Linked DNA regions of Hordeum vulgare: regions 1 and 2 are each linked to region 3. Evidence: chromatin contacts called from public Hi-C data. All regions are on one chromosome and are shown on one strand. The core of a region is the stretch at or near the end of the contact, and the rest is flanking DNA. Distances in the headings are between cores, read along the strand shown. Region 1 holds the start of LOC123407210 (cyclic nucleotide-gated ion channel 1-like). Region 2 has its middle 110 kb from the start of LOC123407210. Region 3 holds the start of LOC123406989 (putative E3 ubiquitin-protein ligase UBR7).

The links. A called contact is a pair of places that touch in the nucleus more often than the background predicts.
Region 1: a contact with region 3 is called in a Hi-C map of leaf, with 2.3 times the contacts expected there. The contact joins the promoter of LOC123407210 here to the promoter of LOC123406989 in region 3. A contact is called at or near these places in 4 of 6 Hi-C or Micro-C datasets (leaf and seedling).
Region 2: a Hi-C map of leaf shows a contact between it and region 3, with 3 times the contacts expected there. The contact joins the enhancer-like site here to the promoter of LOC123406989 in region 3. A contact is called at or near these places in 2 of 6 Hi-C or Micro-C datasets (leaf and seedling).

The regions. Positions count from the first base shown.
Region 1 is chr7H:451,978,404-451,981,503 of MorexV3_pseudomolecules_assembly, forward strand. LOC123407210 (cyclic nucleotide-gated ion channel 1-like) reads left to right here and starts at 1,838. Exons shown (of 8, transcript XM_045100289.1): 1 at 1,838-2,053; 2 at 2,863-2,972. The coding sequence starts at 2,944.
Region 2 is chr7H:452,087,727-452,090,619 of MorexV3_pseudomolecules_assembly, forward strand. No RefSeq gene overlaps it. Among protein-coding and RNA genes, the nearest start is that of LOC123407210, 110 kb to the left of the region's middle. Within about 2 kb of position 1,270, at least 2 of the 3 cell types and tissues checked have open chromatin away from gene starts, as enhancers often do. A contact at or near this core is called in leaf, where this site is marked.
Region 3 is chr7H:452,690,207-452,693,386 of MorexV3_pseudomolecules_assembly, forward strand. It overlaps LOC123406989 (putative E3 ubiquitin-protein ligase UBR7), which reads left to right and starts at 1,891. Exons shown (of 5, transcript XM_045100012.1): 1 at 1,891-2,202; 2 at 2,293-2,451. The coding sequence starts at 2,107.

The sequences.
Region 1 (3,100 bases), core at 588-3,087, 710 kb before region 3:
CCACACGTGTGCATCTACTTCGTGCTACGTTCAACAAATACTACTCATCCTCATCTTACGTGTGGCACAAAGCAAAATTACCCACACACATGACGCAACTAAGTTAGTTACATGCGGAATGAAATTTTAGTTACCCATGGATGGCAATTTCAGTAATTTGAAACGACAAATGTAGTTGAAAAAACATGTCAACTCTCTCTGTTTTGGTTAACTATAGTTATCCATAGGATGGCACTTTAGTTACTCGGAATAGTTGCCATGTGTGTTTACGTAGTTATCACATGTGGTCCAACTATAGTTGTCATATATGGTTAATCGTAGTTGCCTTGTAGTGGTTGCCACGTACACACAATTGCAGTTGCCATTTAGCAACGAATCATAGTTTCATGTGAGTTTACCTGGTTGTCCCGTACGCGCAACTGCAATTTCCATCTAGCAACATACGAGCGTTCTGTGGACGAAGAACAGTTCGCCCACATGTGCGTGGACTAGATAATGACTGTGGACAGAAACTGGTTCACCCACATGGTGCAGCTATCTACCTCGTGTTGTGGGTCGTGTGACGAACTCTCCAAGGTCCACACACGATGATGTCTACGTGACACTGAACTTTTAACGATTTTTTTAAGAGCATGGTTAATAATACAACCAACAATCCGTTATAAGGAGTTGTCATGTCATATACAGTCAACCTAATAGCCAGCATATACAATAGTAAATTTTAGATGTACTACATTAGTAGTAGTTGGCCCACCTTACAATCTCACAAAGTGTCTTGCGTCTCATGTTGCAGCTGGCTACTCGCCAAAAGCCCGCTTCTCTTCTTTCTTCTCCTCTCTCTTTCCTCTAACTAAGCAAGAATATAATATTATCTCTCCCTAATAATAAAGCGCCGACTGTTTCTGTCGTCCGTCGCGCCACTTTTACAAAAAGCCCCCGACGTTTCCTGAAATCAACCTGCAGTCCAGATTTAAGTCAGAAAACGAATCGTTTTTTGCATTTTTCGGAAAACCCCCTGATGTTTCAGGTAATCAACCCGCAGTCCGGATTTAAGTCAGAAAACAAAACATTTTTTTGCATTTTTCAGAACACCCCCTGATGTTTCAGGTAATCAACCCGCCCTCTGTATTTTAACAAAAAACCCTGACTTTTCAGTTAATCAGTCCACATTTTATCTAAAACAAAATTATCCATATCTTTTAAACCGTAACTCTGATTTTAACACGTTATATATGAAATTTGATTAAAATAATGTGTAGAATCTAAATAGGATGTTATTTTTAGCTGTTGAATACTTCTTAAATATTATTTTTGATGCAAACTTAATTTGTAGTGCACGGTCCTTTTTTTTCTCTCTTTCCGGCGACGATACGAATTGCAATAAAGATCCATTAACTTAAAATCAAATTGAGAGAAAAGAAAACATTGTTAACCACGCATGCACATCTTTGAAAAACCTTGTGGGAAGAAACAACATATTTCTCATCTTATTCCGAGTGACTGTACATTCAAACGCGTTTTCGTTGTGTGAGCACTAAAGCCATTGTCGGCAACACAAATGTGATGCCATGTGAAAATATATTACGTTCAGAGCATGCGTTATTTTCTCTTCCGTTGCAACGCACGGACTCTTTTGCTAGTAATTCTTATAGCCTGTTTATGTCACTTTATTGTACTTGCTCTAAGATTCGTGCAAAATAGATTTAAGGTGAATCCTTATGGATAAAGTGTAAAACGTTATTATTTGGCTTAATTAATGATTTGGAACTTGGCCGGCGTGCTGGACGCCTGGACGGGGTAGACTAGGCAAGGTCATTGTGGAGTCCACCACGAGGGGCTCCACGGCCACCCACCTTTCCCCTTTGGTCCCCTTCGTCCTCCAGTCCACGACGACCACCATTCCGCGGCAACTACCACCATGCCGCATGACCGCGAAACCCCGGTCTCCCCTGCCATTCCATCCCACCGCCCGTCTCATTCCCCTCCGTCCACCCGCCAGCCCGCCTAACACGGCGCAAGGGGGGAGAGAGAGAAAACCCTCTTCAAACCCTAGGTAAGCTCCCTCCTCCCCTACTCGGGCCTGTTGCAGTTCTGTCCGCTCCGTCTTACGATTCCGCGGCGTGATCCTGTAAGCGCTTAGCTCCGGCGTGTGATTTTTCGGCGAGCTGGCGGCTTCTGCGCGCCGCTGCGGGAGGAGCATGATCGTACTGTAGTCTCTCTAGTGCTTGCGTCTTTCTGTCTGTCGTTAATTTCGATTTTATCTAGTTTGAGCATCGAAGTTAGGCTGTGTTGCTCTGGCTGTAGAGGTTGCGGGTTTGGGTTTGTGGTTGCCAAGTGTTAGGCGGAACCATGGGTGCTAGAGGGTTAATTTCAGGCGAGGCTAAATTTGGCATTTTAACGTTATACTCTGCTATACTTTTGTCCGTCGCAGCAGCAATTGGGTTTGTTTTGAAAGGAACAATCTAATTATTCTATAAGGTGACTCTACGTACACGGACGATTGTTTTGTTCTTATATGTACTGTGTCTTTGGTTGTGGCCAAACTGGATGCCCATGGAAAGTGAGCCATGTTGGAAAAACCTTTGCATCTATTTCTATGGTATTTATACTCACTGCATAGTTACCTTTATCTGTCTGGCAAACTTTAACCACCTAGTAGTTTGACGGTTATCCCTTATAAAGTATACCAAGGGATCTGAGTACCCTATACTGAATCACCATTTATCATTTTATTTGGTAATCTGGTTGACAGTATTTAAGCTACCTCGCTGGACATTTCTGTCAGATGTATTAGGGGATTGTTGTCTTGTTGATGTAGAAAGTTCTTGTTTGTTGCTCTTACTTATACTTGATAATCAACAGGGAACTCAATGTATGCAAATTCCAAACCTTGAAGAATTGATCTACCACTCTTAGCTGCTAACTGTTCGCCTGGTGGAGATAATGATGGAAAGAGAGGACAGATATGTTAGGTAAATTTCTTACCCCCCCCCCCCTTCCCTGTTGTTTGAGAAGTTTCCATAGAACAATGGTTTGTCAAACTTGCATCCTCCAGCTCTTTGTTATAGCAAGTTAGCAACGAAACACATGATTTTTGAGG
Region 2 (2,893 bases), core at 20-2,519, 600 kb before region 3:
CCACCAATGTTGAAGCCACCACCACCTCCAAACTCACCACCACCAACATTGTCGAAAGCAAAACCCACTCCAAACCCCACACCACCACCTACACTGCCCAACCCACTGGCCATAAGATTTTGAAGCTATGTGTTTCTCCGGCACATGATCTCCATTCTTTTCCATCCCCCAAATTATTTTGTCATTGCATCCATGCCCTTCCGATTCATCATCATGAACTGGTCCTCCTTGGCGGTCCTCTCGTCCCTCCACTTTTGCTCCCCCAAGGCAATATTGCGCTCCTCGAAGGCACATCTTTTACCCCACTTCTCCTCCTTATGCTTGTCTTTCTTCCCAGCATCCCCACTTTAGCATACCAATGATTGATTCCACTTCCACTTGGCACTGGTGGTGGAAGATGTTGGTGCGACGCTGGAATGCACAGCTGAGGGAGGCATAGGAGGACGGAGTGGCATAGATGGTTGCGGCGATGCATGAAATGCGGCGCTCGATGACCGCAGGTACTCCATAGGGTCGTTGGCGGCATGGCGAGGCCGAACGTTGAGGGGCTGGCGAGATCGAAGGCGGTGGCGGCAAGTGGGGCAGGAATGAAAGGCAAAAAGAGGGAGGGAAATCGTAGATATGGCAGTCTCAACCCGGACTCCGCAAGATCTCACAAAAACTATTAGTGGAAGATCGATTTGACCGAATTTGTCTCCGGAGAAAAAAACGTTCTCCTCCGCTATATCGATGATAATTTTAACGGACGGTCTATTTTATAGGATCTGCTAGAGATGCAGTAAGTCTCGAACGTTGGGATTTTGGCAAATCAAACATTTTTATGATAAACTTTAGTTGATGTGAGGATGACAACCAACTAAACTTGTCATCGTCGCGTCAACTAGAGTTGCAGTAAAAAACATTCGATTTGCCATGTGTGAAATTCAAACTTTCAGGATTTATCATTTCTGAAATTAAAATAGCGACATTCGTCAGTTGCGTACTATGCAGAATTTGAATTGTCATCCTCATCTTGCATAAACTATGCGCAGTCTTGGCCTCTTGCTCTTTGGGTACACCAGTCACCGAAACGTTGGCAGGTTTCGTTTTCCCGTCGTTTCAGAAACGTGGCAACGACCCCGGGAACGATGATTGGCCGTCAATCCATCAATGACATGTCGTGAGGAGCCGCTTCTTCACGTCCACATCCGGATGGACGACGTCGGCACATCCACATCTTATCCACTGATCGCGTCCGTTTCCAATCCCATTGCACCATCTATGCAGCAGACTCGCCAACATGGCAAACTCACCACCATGCATGCATGGGAGACAAGCACATGATCTCTTCCGTGCATGGCTGTGCTGCAGGAAAATGAGGCGCACCAAACTTGAGGCTCCCACCGCGTGCCTCACGTAGTTGTCACGTATTTATCGATCACATGGTCGTGTCCGGAAAGAGAAAGAAAATTGTGGATATGCGTAAACTATTGAAGTTGCAAGGGATATGTCCACATGTGCGACCTATTACCTAACTAAAGTTGTATGCGTGTATGGCGCCTCATCCGCTTGAAGCCTGCAACCAAGCGTTAGCTTAGAGCAATTCTAGCAGACCCTTTATATCGTGGACCTGTATCACGTGTTTACAGTTCACGCAAAACGTATTTTGCAGTTTGACACGGGTCACAATAGAACAGACCCTGTATTGCAAAACTGTAAAAGAGAACATTCACATACCAAGTGATATTTGTTGAATTTGACCCATATATCACACAGAACACAAAAAACTGAATTATACATAAAATCAAATAAATATCTTTTAATTATCCAAATCATAGATTACAATAATTATTAAAATCACCGAATTAAAGTAATAATTCAATGCACAAATTGTTCCGAAGACAACAATGATACAAATCATACATGAATTAAAATTAATTAATAGAAAAATGGCAGTAACTACTGTCCATGCCTTTGGCAATGAATATTCGTCGGCATAGTCTGCCGGAACGTCATATGCAATCACCCGCATAGCTGTCAAGTTTTTTTATATGCAATAAAACCCTTCAAGCCAACGACGTTTCTCCTTTAAGTAAAAAATCGAGAATTTGTCTCACAAGCTTGCACTAATTTTATGAAGAGGGATCGACGCATTCAATACCTTCTTTGAAAGAGGTACGGTGGATATGTTGGATTCTCCGCAAAGTAGTCTTGCTTGAGCATCTCGTTTCTAAGATGGCGGTTGCGAGGGATACAAAGACGGTCAGTGGTCGATCCTTGCCGCCTCTTCCGATTCCGATCTTCGTGCTCCTTCAAAGGAAGCACCACCACCACGATTTGCTGCCGATGTCTCTCGAGCAACGATTCTATGTCTGATTCGTCCGGCAAGGACGAATCCTTGAGCAAACATTTCTTCCAAGGGCTCAAATTCATCTTCAAAATGGCACACCCGAGCTCGTATAAACGGATTTTCTTCTCCAGATCGACCGCTATATCAAACTAGAAAAGGGCACGAAAGGACTAACCGGCGATGGGCTAGGGGAGGCGGCGACTCACGAATCCATGGCGGAGGCAGGCCAGGGGCGGCGTCGACATGGTGAGTCCGTGGCGGCAGCGGCTAGGCAGCGGTCGGTCTCGGACGACGAACTCCCGGGGGGCGGCGAGGTGGCGCGGTGGAGCGGGGTTTGGCGGTGTGATTCCGGTGACGAATATGGCCGAAATCGCAGGCGACGGGCGGGGCGGTGGCGATGCCGGGTGGCTGCGGGATCGAAAGGGGAACACGCAAGGGCTGAAGTGTCCCTTCCGACAACCGTTTTTGCGAGATACTGGGGGCCAACGAGATGGGAGAAAAACTGTGTATTCACGCGTCGGAGAGGCAAATTTACCGCGCCCTTTAAAAAATTGCGGGTCGGGG
Region 3 (3,180 bases), core at 641-3,140:
CACAATTTGGAGTACTATCATAATCTACTCAAGTCCTTTTACAATAATCTACTCATGTCCTTTTTGAATTTTTTGGTATTTATATGAATTTTTTGGAATTTATTTGAAGTTGTTGGAATTTATTTGCATGTTTAATTTAGAATATTTGGATTAATTTGAACATTTGTCCATAGCAATAGAAAGAACTACTCCTACTCCAAATACTCCAACTCCTACTCCTACTACTCCAAATACTGCTAATCATAATGTACAAATAAGGCATGAACTATCTATGGCACATAGCAAAGCATCACAATACCCAAAGTGGTCAGAAGCTCGTCTTCGCCGTCCCTGCATGATGAGGAAGAAGCTGCAGCACCGAGAAGAAACTAAACTGCAAAAAATTGAAGCAGAAAAAATTAGCTTCTTTACTTACTGTACATATATAGTAAAATTTCAGTAAAAAGAGTTTCATAATTCAGTAAAAATTACTCTACGCGGGAATAGTAATACTCCTATGGTATCTAAACCGTACTCTATCTTAACCCAACAAGTAAACATCAACTCCTACAGGTTACTGGTGGTGAAAAGCTATGCAACCTAGTCACACACTTTGTGTGGTTAGCGCAACTGTCAAAGCATCGTCAGATTTGTCCATCGGTTAGCCAACAACTTCACTTGAGGAAAATTCATATTCCATGAGCAGAAATGCAGACTGAATTTTTTACACACACTGAATTCCATTAGCAGAAATACAACGAGCACTCCTACTCCAAATCACATCACTCTAGACCACAAAAGGGATTTATTCTTCTACAGCTACAGAGTAATGATTTACTCCTACTCCAAATCACAGTACTCCTTGCCATCACAAATCACAGTACTAACACTTTGTGGGATTGCTAGAAATTTGACATGGAGCTGGTAATGGTGTGGTAGCAGTCGCCTACCTGGAGGGAGTCCCCAACATTGACGAAGAGGGAATCGGGGTCGCCATCCGCCGCAGCATGCCGCGGTTCTCCTCCGCCACGCCGAGCTCATCCGCCATCAGCTCCAGCACCCGCGCTCCCACCTCCCGCACCGCGTCGGTGTACTCCTCGAGCGCCGCCCACAACGACGGCGACGGACCTAGAGCCGACGGACAACAAGATGTAGTCGAGCCAACCCATGTCACCGTTGCTGCCGTAGCCGAAGGGCCGCGCCGACGCCTCCAGCTTGTCGTCGTGCGACAACGCGAAGAAGATCCCGCCTTGCTGATGCGAGATCCGGCGATTCGTCGCCGGCTTGGAACAAAAGGTTCGATTTTTTGTGGAACACAGAAGCGAACCGAGGTCGCGACGCCAAGGCGAGGCGATGTGGCGGAGAGGCAAGGGGAGTGGCGAGATCTGAGAGGAGGACGTCGGCCGGCGATGGAGAGGTGTGGGGAGAGGCGATAGTTGAGAGGAGCCCGGCGGTCGATGACGGCGACGACGAGGCGATAGCTGAGAGGGGTGAGGAGAGTGAGTGCGGGGAGCAGAGTGACAAAGACGAGTCGGGAGTGCGGATTGAATACAAAAAACGAGGTTGTTTCTGCAAAATGACCAGGTGCGATAGATTTCCGGGACGGAGGGAGTAACTTATTGTGTTGGATGTGTTTGCAAGGACATTTTATCTTGGCGTGTGGAAGCTTGCTCACGGAGGCAGTGTGCATGGTTTTTCTTTGTCACTACAGATTCTCTTCGCGTTGCTCTCCTTCGTGCGACGGCGGGCTCCTCGGCCGTCCAACCGCGGTGGCGGGAAACCAAAAGCCACGCCTCCCGCCCTCTAAAAACAAAACAAAAATATCCACTGCGCGCGATCTTCCCACTGACACGTCGCACCCACCCTCCCAACCCCACATATCAGCCAGACGCGCGCCAAACCAGCCGCGTCCGCCGTCCCCACCCAGAAACCCTCTCCCCATCCGCATCACCTCTCCCCCGGAGATTCGCGGAGGCAAAAAAAGACGCATTAAAATCTCGCCTCCGCCATTCCTCCCTCCCATATCCGCTCCCCCCAAACCCCAATCTCCGAGCACGCACGCACGCAAGCGAGCCCAGCGCTTCCGCTCCGCACCGCCACGCACCAAACCCTAACCCTAGGTCGGCCATGGCCGGCGACGGGATCGACGCCGCCTTCGAGGACGAGGTGGAGCCGACGGTCACCATCGGCGAGTACCTGGACGGCATCGAGGCCGAGGAGCTGGTAACCCCCCCACGACCACGCGCTCTCGCCATCCGCTGCCGTTTTTTAGCACGATCTGGCGGTGCTCACCTTTTGTTTGCCATACCCTAGGAGGCGGATTTGGTGCTGGGCGGGGACGACGGCAACGAGTGCACCTACGGCGCCGGCTACCTCAAGCGCCAGGCCGTCTTCTCCTGCCTCACCTGCGTGCCCGACGGCGTCGCCGGGGTCTGCACCGCCTGCTGCCTCGCCTGCCACGACGGTCATGAGGTGATCCTCTCCCATCTTCTAGAGAGCCATTTGCTTTAAATGGAGATTTGCTGTTCGCTTGAACTTCAGCTACCAGTACGAAGCTGGATCAGCGTTCATAGGGGTCTGAAAAGTGAGCAGCCAACGAAATGAGGGTGAATAGTATTTGGGGGAATTGTGGATCTAGATTTCCTGCGAGTACCTTTGTGTTGTTATTCCCGATTGATTATGCGCTGTGTACGAGGGGCATTTTTTTTAGGGTGTACCTGAATCGTCAGCAACTCATAGACGTTTTTAAGTAGTTTACTGAGCTGTGACATGCTGTTCTCTGGATTGTTCATGGTTTTTGGTGCTTTATGCTGCATATGAAGTGCATGCAAGGCTGCCAGTGCATTTGAGATTTATTTTGTTTAGTTCAACTGATGGAGCCTACAATAGTTACCATAAAAGGATCCTAGTCAGTCAACCTAGGATCCCAGTTTACTAAGCACTTTCCTGGTATTTTACAATGACCATTGCCATGGTGCTTAGATAGTGACTTGAATGGGTTTATCCACTTCTCAGTTCTGACCTATATTTTTAAGGCGTCCAGGCGCTCAAAGCGCGAGGCAAGGCGATGCCTTAGTCAATTTTTATTAGGCGCTAGGGGGACTAATATGGCAGCCATAAGTAGACATAAAACTGATTCATACCTTGAATTTCCTGGTTGTTGAGCCCACATAGCATCCATTCCTCCCATCCTGTTTCCCA